Linked DNA regions of Danio rerio: regions 1 and 2 are each linked to region 3. Evidence: chromatin contacts called from public Hi-C data. All regions are on one chromosome and are shown on one strand. Each heading gives the region's core, a stretch centred on a gene start, on an enhancer-like site or on the middle of the called end of the contact. The rest is flanking DNA. Distances are from core to core; before and after follow the strand shown.

The links. A called contact is a pair of places that touch in the nucleus more often than the background predicts.
Region 1: a Hi-C map of an unstated tissue shows a contact between it and region 3, with 2.8 times the contacts expected there. The contact joins the enhancer-like site here to the promoter of vps8 in region 3. A contact is called at or near these places in 3 of 18 Hi-C or Micro-C datasets (caudal fin, hematopoietic stem cells and an unstated tissue) and 1 of 4 datasets of contacts at active chromatin or transcription factors (caudal fin).
Region 2: a contact with region 3 is called in a Hi-C map of an unstated tissue, with 5 times the contacts expected there. The contact joins the enhancer-like site here to the promoter of vps8 in region 3. A contact is called at or near these places in 2 of 18 Hi-C or Micro-C datasets (hematopoietic stem cells and an unstated tissue).

The regions. Positions count from the first base shown.
Region 1 is chr1:33,999,181-34,002,154 of GRCz12tu, reverse strand. No RefSeq gene overlaps it. Among named protein-coding and RNA genes, the nearest start is that of tmem41ab, 9.4 kb to the left of the region's middle. Within about 2 kb of position 1,569, at least 4 of the 62 cell types and tissues checked have an H3K27ac peak or open chromatin away from gene starts, as enhancers often do.
Region 2 is chr1:34,097,263-34,100,109 of GRCz12tu, reverse strand. It overlaps a transcript of igf2bp2b not described here. Among named protein-coding and RNA genes, the nearest start is that of igf2bp2b, 48 kb to the right of the region's middle. Within about 2 kb of position 1,344, at least 10 of the 62 cell types and tissues checked have an H3K27ac peak or open chromatin away from gene starts, as enhancers often do.
Region 3 is chr1:33,662,084-33,664,929 of GRCz12tu, reverse strand. It overlaps vps8 (VPS8 subunit of CORVET complex), which reads right to left and starts at 1,586. Exons shown (of 45, transcript NM_001080616.2): 1 at 1,415-1,586; 2 at 1,049-1,117. The coding sequence starts at 1,486.

The DNA of each region.
Region 1 (2,974 bases), core at 320-2,819, 340 kb before region 3:
ACCCAAATCAAACACACCTGCCTGTAGCTTTCTAGTGATCTTGAAGTCATTGATTAGTTTGTTTAGGTGTGTTTGATTAGTGCTAAAGCAAAAAACTGCAGAGACACAGACACTCGTGGATCAAGTTTTGCCCATCCCTGTTCCTGGTACTGTTCTGTTGTTTTGAAAACCTTTTGAAAGAGTACCCAAAAAGTTTTATGGTACGTTTTGCTTTTTGGTACCTTTTGACAGTGGAAATGGACATACTGTAAAGAAGTACCAAACTGTACCATATTATACCGCTCAGTGGAAATGGGCCATTTGTGTCTAACATAAGGCAGACAGCCTGTGTATGTGTGTTAAAGGGCACCCATGATAAAAATGTTTGAACAGAACTGTGTCTATAGTGCGTACACAGTCATAATAGAGTGATAGAAACACAATAAGTCTCTTTATTTAAAATTCCTGATGTTAAAATAGAATCCAAATCCCTGCAGTTCTAAGGATACCGCAACTTGACAGGAGCAGTGCGGGTTTTTCTACCAATCGAATTGACTGACAGCCGCGTATTAAGATGTCTCCATAGTAACACGTGTATCCACAAGACAGGACATGCGCAAAGCAACTGGGATTAAAAAGTCTGTTCAGCTCAAGAATAAGTTTTACAAGTTTAAAATATTTTGAAACAGTGCATGTTTCTAATAAAATAAACTTGCCTTTAAAATAAACTTTACTCTAAAGTAAAGAGTAAAATCACTATGTAATTCATCACCACAGCTGCATGTCAGTACAATCGCTTCAATATTGATTTTGCTCTTTAAATCAGGTTTATTTTGTACATAACATACACATAGTGGATATTAATGTGTTTCTTGTCACATTTGCCATGCAAACAGTGCAAAGTTAAACGTGTGTGTGTTCACGCAAACTTGTGTGTGCGACTCTTTGCTCCAGAAAAGCTTTAATTCACTTCACAACAAGTACATCAAACAACCATACTATTACTATAGTATTTCTAATTTTTATCTGTCGCTGTGCTGTTGATGTGACATAAGAAAATGGAGACATGATGTGTCAGAGCAATAGAGAGCTATCTCTGTGTCTTTGACAAGCACTGTGGGAATGGTGGGCAGGGAGAACCAGCTCATTTGCATTTGGCACAGGCAGGGGCGTTGCTAGAGTCGAAAGGAGTTCACAGTTCATCCCCCAGAACCATGTTACAGTAGCTATAAAATAATATGCTCACTGTCATTTAACTATTATAGGAACAGATGTGACGGGCTATATCATATCTAGATAAATATGTTTAGATATCTTTATCATATCTAAGCTAATACAATTTACGTTTTTTTTTCTCTAATTCGCATGTATTTACATTTATATGATGCACATATTATTGATTAGTTATTTTATTTCACCAAAACTACACACATTTTATGAAAACAAATATTAAGCTTCATCAGTAGTTGGAATTATTCAGTTTCGCGAAACAGTTTTATTATTACCTCATCAGCTTCAGCTCCTCAAAATAATGAAGGAATGATGAGAGTGCAGTGGCGGGATTTTTTTAACACTATGTGACAACAGTGCCACTCCAACCTGCCGGTAGAAACAGGTACTGCTGAACAGCTGACTATTTAATCACCAGACACAAATGCTGCTTTAAGTGGAATGTGCGTGATGCATGTGGTCATTTTAAGTACTTAGATAACAAAATAAATGTTATACAACCTATTTTTATTTAAGTGCATCAAATTCTAAAAGATCAGGGGCTTTTGACAATACATCAGGGGCTTAAGCCCCCAAAGCCCTTTCATTCAAGCTTTTCAGTAGATGGTGTAAATGCACCATATGCTAGTTTGCCATGCAACCATGAAGGGTGCAACCTTGATGTCACATGTATAGTGTGAGCAGTCAAGTTGCTGCTCAACAATCGGGTCTTATAGTATGAGTAGCCCACATAAATCTTAAGCTTTGATGTTTACATTAGTGTGCCTGAACTTAATGAGTGTCACTGAATCATTCATCCTGCTGATTAAAAAAACGTAAAAAATAAAAATAAAAATGTAACCTTTCACCGTGTATGTTTTTAGTACTTCAGCTGATAACCATCCCACAACATAAATCATATGTTTCTCCTATGTGTGTGTGTGTGTGTGTCAGAACACACATGATAACATGGGTATGATGACAGAGGCGGTGATTGCAAGATGGTGGTTTATTATGAGGACGTGCAACCTTGTCACCAAGGTGAAACCAATAAATTATCACATTTCAATTGGCATTTCATTGAAAGTGATAAAAGCAGAATAATTCTCACTAGAGCTTTGATGCTTCCCTATTTATTTCATTATTGACGTTTTAACAAATTTTTATTTAATAAAAAATCACTTAATCAAAGAAAATAGAACAAAAAAAAAAATACTACAAAAAGACTTTATCAGTATCTTTAGTACACCAACAGATATAGAACGAGGGTTGACACAGCATCACAGAACAGAAGTTGATTATCTAAAAAAAAAATTGTATTTTTAAAAAATGTTTAATAAGTCATTTTTATTATTGATGAAACTAGTAGATGACTTGTGCAATACATATGTTTGTTGGTTGTGTTAAAAGGTCAGGCAGATGTAACCTTGCTGCACTATCAGGCAGAGTCTTTGAAGGCTGCGTTTTTGCGTAAAGTCACCTCATAAAACAGATTTCAGTCAGACTTCATGAACAGCATGACAGTTTAATCATGTACAACAAAGTAAAGAGAGCATGATAACTAAGGGAATATTTGCTTAATTAATAACTTCTGGCTAGTAATGTCATCAAATGTGCAAAAAAAAAAAAAAAAGAGTAGGTCAAGAATGTTTATTTATCCATAAAATAAAACTGTATGCCAGTTTGACCCACACAGTGAAAATAATTGTGAAAATAAATCGTACAATGTCTTTAATCAAGTCTTAACCTGCATTTTAACAACCCTCTTTTTAGCAGAGGACTGGAA
Region 2 (2,847 bases), core at 95-2,594, 440 kb before region 3:
TATACAAGCTTATTGTCGTACATTTTAATCTACAGATTTTTCAATTTGTTGCTGTGTTTGTGGCAAAGCATTCTAATTTCCCAATTAAATCTATTTCTATGTTTTAATAACAACATAAACAAAAATTTGATGTCAATATTGTGTAATCACTAATGATATTTAAATTATAATTAAATTGTAATTATCCTCCATTATTAACACTTAATAAATTGTATGAGTTCTGTTTGTTTGCTTTTTTGTTTAGTTTGTATGGTTGATTTTATTTTAACCATTTTAAGTTTTCAAAAGTTTCAAGTAAGTTTATATTGCAGTGTAAGTACATGAAAAAAAAAAACATTCCTGATGATCAATTAAATTGCAAATTGTTATTGCAAAAGGGTCCTATTTAACTCCACAAGAAAGAATCAGATCCATAATAATCACAATTATTGTAATACATTTTGATTCATTTATTAAATATATTATTTGGTAATAATTGTACATGTACAACATTGTAATAATAAGTATAATATTTATAATAATACTGTACATTGAACACGATACATATTTAGATTCAAACATTAAATATGTTGATTGGTGATAATTGTTAAAATCTGAAGAGCAACATAATTTCAGCAATATCACAAAAATGCACAAAACCAGAACTTTTAAGGTTCTTTCAGCTTTTGAGTATACGTTTTGTATTAAATTTGTATTTTAGTTAAAAAATAAAAATAAAAAATGTTGCCTGCTCCACTAAATTGGGTTTATTTTTAAGCTGGGTGTTAAAACAAATTAAATCAGTGCTTTTAAATTTCATGTGAATTAGAAATACAGATCGTTTGAGAGTGTGTGTCAGCAAAGTTATACAGAATCAATCGATGATTTGATCAAAATTATCAAAGCCATTTAATAAACTAAATTAAAAAAACAAAGCATTAAAATTAATGGAGCTTAAATTCTATAGAAGCAAAATTATTGATAGTATAAGATATTTATTTAGTTTGCTGTTTATATAATTAGTTTATAATTATTATCTGAAAGTAAATTGCAAATTGTTTAAAAATCCAATGCTCTTTTTATATCTTCACACAAAAGATGCTTGTTTTGTTTTGCTATTTAACTAAGTTGAAATAACTCAGTTAATAAAACAATTTATAGAACTTTCATTTTTTTTTTAAGATTTAAAACCTTTTAAATTAAATTTTTTGAGGAGGTAGTGACTTTATTTATTTATACATGTTTTTGCTGAAGTACATTTTCGGAAAGACTTTTCTTTATTAAATCTGCATAGATGCGGTAGTGCGGAGACAGCGCTACTACAGTCAGTGGAAGTGGGCCAAGGCACCCGGCTTGTGTGTGTGCGCGTGCGTGTGTGTGTGTGTGTGTGTGTGTGTGTGTGTGTGTGTGTGTGTGTGTGTGTGTGTATGTGTAACTAGAGCCGAGCGGATCAGATGCCACGCTGTGAACAGGACTTCAGTTCTGTCACCCTGTGTCATCTGATGCAGAGGAATCCTGTCACAGAACACATGTTGAATGTAGCTATCATGATTAGAACAGCAGATGAGTGTGGGCAAATGCTATTTTATATTAAGTTGGCTAGTCACTGTTTTTAGTTTATGCACAATGATCTTGTGTATTTGGTCATTAATATAAAGATTATATATTAAAATATTCTGTTTTCTTTATTCGTTATCCTTGTTAGGATTATAAATTACAGATTTGTGTTTTCTTCCTCTGTAACAGCATTCCTTTTCTGCTAATTAGGGCTGTGTAAAAATAGCAGTTTTCAGCAGTGTGATATCTGTTTGAACACTCCTTTTGATTCCTAAAATCCCAACATCAATCTTTTACTCGCATTGTTTCCAGTGTGGGAAATGTATCTGCTCGGCACTTTCTGATTTCATTACATTCTGCTGAACTGACTCACTCCACTGCAGTTGGGATCCTGTTGTTAATTAAAATGTTACATTTAAATGCACTTTTTTGTATATACAAAGTTAGAAGATTTCCTGTTTTTCTAAAAAATATATATTTTACTGTGGTGGCACTTGCAGTGATGAATTTGTTCCCTTTTATTATTAAATAATTTTTATTAATTTTAACATTTCGTATCAATTTGAACAAAAAAAAGTTTCACTTAAATCTTTAGCAGAGGAAATTAACAGTGGAAATTAGAATCTCAATATAGGCAAATATGTAATAAAATCAATCAGCATAACAGTTAGCTTTAAAGAAATTGTTTTCATATTTAGCAGAAATGTACTTGTAATTGTTTCTTTGCACTTCTAGGATGTATTGATTAATGTTACTCACTAACAGTTAGGGCAATGATTTTTTAAATTCACATTCACTCTGACTGTATTCTGGTATGTACTGTGAATTCCAGAAATTGTGTCTTAACCCTGTAAAGCCTGACATATGGATTTACTATCATTTTATTTTATTTTTTAAAGAAATGGAACAGTTTGCGAAGGGTCATATTTTATTTAGGCTCATCATACTTTTATAAGCTTAAACTTGAGGAGTAAAAAAATATATATGATTCTATTCAGTCCAGCTCTTAAGAAAAGACATTTACCATTGAAATTTGTGATCTATAAGTACTGTAAAAAAGGTTGGAAAGCAGAAATACAAACTAAGAGAGGGAGAGAGAAACATTTGTTAATTTTTGCTTCATTATGAGCGTTCTTTAGTTTTTATATTGAGTCCAAAGCATACAAGGGAAGTGTATGCAGTGATGATTAAGAGAAGTGCAAACATTCATCAAAAGCCTATCAGGTAGTATTTAATGCTCATATTCTAACATGATTCTTTTTAGAAATGATGTATATAGAAAATAAAGCAAACCTAAGCTGATTCAGTAAA
Region 3 (2,846 bases), core at 337-2,836:
TAACACAATTTACATCTCTTCCTTGAATAATGTTACAGTTTTCGTAAGGGATGCTCCAATTAGTCAGCCACAGTTTGCTATCATTACTCAATCGGTACTTGCTGATCTGGCTGATATCATGAACCGATTGCAAGGGTTTGTGTTAGTTGGGGACGAGCAAAATATTAGAATGACCTTGCATGTATTCAGGCCTTTTTACATAAAACACTGAATGTTTTGTGTTTTTGACAATATTGCAATTTCACTAAAACCTGGCTGGAAAATTACATAAATAAAACTTTTTTTTTTTTTTTTTTTACATAAAGATTTAATAATATAACTTCTTGTAATATACTTACTGCAATAAACAGTACTTTATAGGTCTATTTTAGTAAAGAAGTAAGGGATGTGTGCATTTGAACTTCTTATGCATTAAATATGCAATTTGAAAAATGTTTTCATATTGCTTTGTTTGTCATTTTTCTGACCAATTTTTTTAGATTTTATCTATTATTTTCTGTAAATCTTCTTTTGACCATGACATGTTCACACCTAAATGGCTATAAGAGAAATGTTTAAGGGGTAATTTGCAACATCCTTAATTTTTTTTTAACTTGGGTAAGAAGATATCTCCACTTAAGTAACATACGTAGAGGAAAAATGTGCTTTATGCATTGCCAATCACTATGACAAAGAATCAGTACTTGGTATCGGCTGCAAAAATCCTGATTGGAGCATCCCTAGTTTTTGTGGGGGTTTTTAATTTAGCATATCATTTTATTTGGAGGTAAACAATCCCTTTAATTTCTTCACAAATTATTTTAAACATTTGATTGGAAAAGTGGATAATATTACATTAGGGTTTTTTTATAAAATCTTGGTCTATCCATAATTCCCATAAACCCATTTACATGTGTCACTTGGTTTCATAACTGTCTCTACATATAGTTATGAAACGTTGAAAAGAGCATAAAGGTGCGTTCTAACCTTCGACTGGTGAATCTGCACATCTAATATCTTGAGGGTGCTGATAGGGAACAATAAAAAAAACAGACAGTCTGATACTGACCTCATTAAGGATGCTTTCTAGGGTCGGAGGTGTGTCCACTTGAGGGATGTCAAACTCTTTATCGTCAATCTACAATGTAAATGCATGTTTACTATTAAAACGCACATGTATCAAAGAACAGAGCTATAAAGAAGTGCAGAGGATTCTTACCATACATACAATATAATAACAATAATACATTACAAAAACATATAACGGTTATGCACAAAACAATCACGACCTCAGTGACAAACGTAAAAGAAAGAAGCATAAATAAAGCGCACCTATCTAATAACCTGTAAATAAGCAAACCAATTATAACAAAAATTAACACAATCATAGACACTGAATCATCTTAACGTTAACGTTAGTCAATCTCAGACGTACCGCCTCTATTTCCATTAAATTGAGCTGTGACGACGCAGAAACAAGACTCCGACAGTCTGGAGACTCAGCCATTGTACTGTCAAAGATCAGCTCTTGGATAAAATATCATCAAGTTATATCTTTATCAGCTGTAGTCAAAATGCACTACAGCAACAGACTACATCCTAGTTGTTGTCGGAAAAGGCGGGACTTCACGGCATACGTAATCATTCAACTTCCTGTTTATAAAAAGTCGTGTCTTTAAAAACATATCCGGCTAACTTGTTTGGATTTTTTTTATACATAAGCAAAAAATGCATGGCTTCAATTTTCTTTTACATTTTACATTTTCTTTTACATTTTCTGATTGAAGTTGACTCACTGCTCAAATCTTTCTGTATGTGTAAAACAAAAAATGTGTCAGATTCCTGGTTCTATATAAAGAGCTGTTGTCTATTGACTCTGATTAGAACGCTTTCCTAATGCTCTTAATTTATTTTCATACACTTTTATACAATTGTAAATTACTCACCCCTTCCTTTGTTTTGTTAATCTTTTTTTTTTTTTCTTTCTGCTGCTAATGTAATTTGTATTTTTCTCAATTTTATGTCGATCTCCTGATTGTGGTTGTATATTTGCATTCTTTAATAAAAAATAAAAATAAAAAGTTGTGTCTTTAATAAAAATGTTATTACCATCGTATGATATCAGTAGAGTTTCTTCTTACTACCTGTCTTTCTTGAGTGGTAATTTTAATTTAGTAAACTTAAAAATACATAAAAAACACCAAATTCCCTGTATTATCAATATTATTATTATTCATTTATTCATTAATTTTCTTTTCGGCTGAGTCCCTTTATTATTCTGGGGTCGCAATTAACCACAAATTTATCCAGCATATGTTTTACGCAGCGAATGCTCTTTCAGTTGCAACCCATTACTGGGAAACCCATACACAGTCATTCGCATACATACATACATGAACCAGCAACCTTCTTGTTGTGAGGCGACAGGACTACATAATGCGCCGCAATTATTATTATTATTCTCACTTATAAATTATTTAATTCACTTATAAATTAATTAATTCTATAAAATAAGCCTTCACTTAACTCCATCATCATTGTAATTTAATATAAATCTGAACAGAAAGGCAATACAATAGAAATAGAAATGCAGTTTTTTTTAAATTATGCCGTTTTCTTTAAAACACGTTATTATTATTATTATTATTATTATTATTATTATTATTAATATTGTTGTTGTTGTTGTTGTTATCATTTTCATTATCATTATCATTATCATATATTATTATTATACTGTTTGTTTGTTTTTTTTATTTATTTAATTATTTAAGTTGTATACAAGATAAATATGCAATCATTTATATCACAGATTTTATAAATTGATGTATGTGTATATGCTGAACATTTCCAACCAAATGTATAAATCT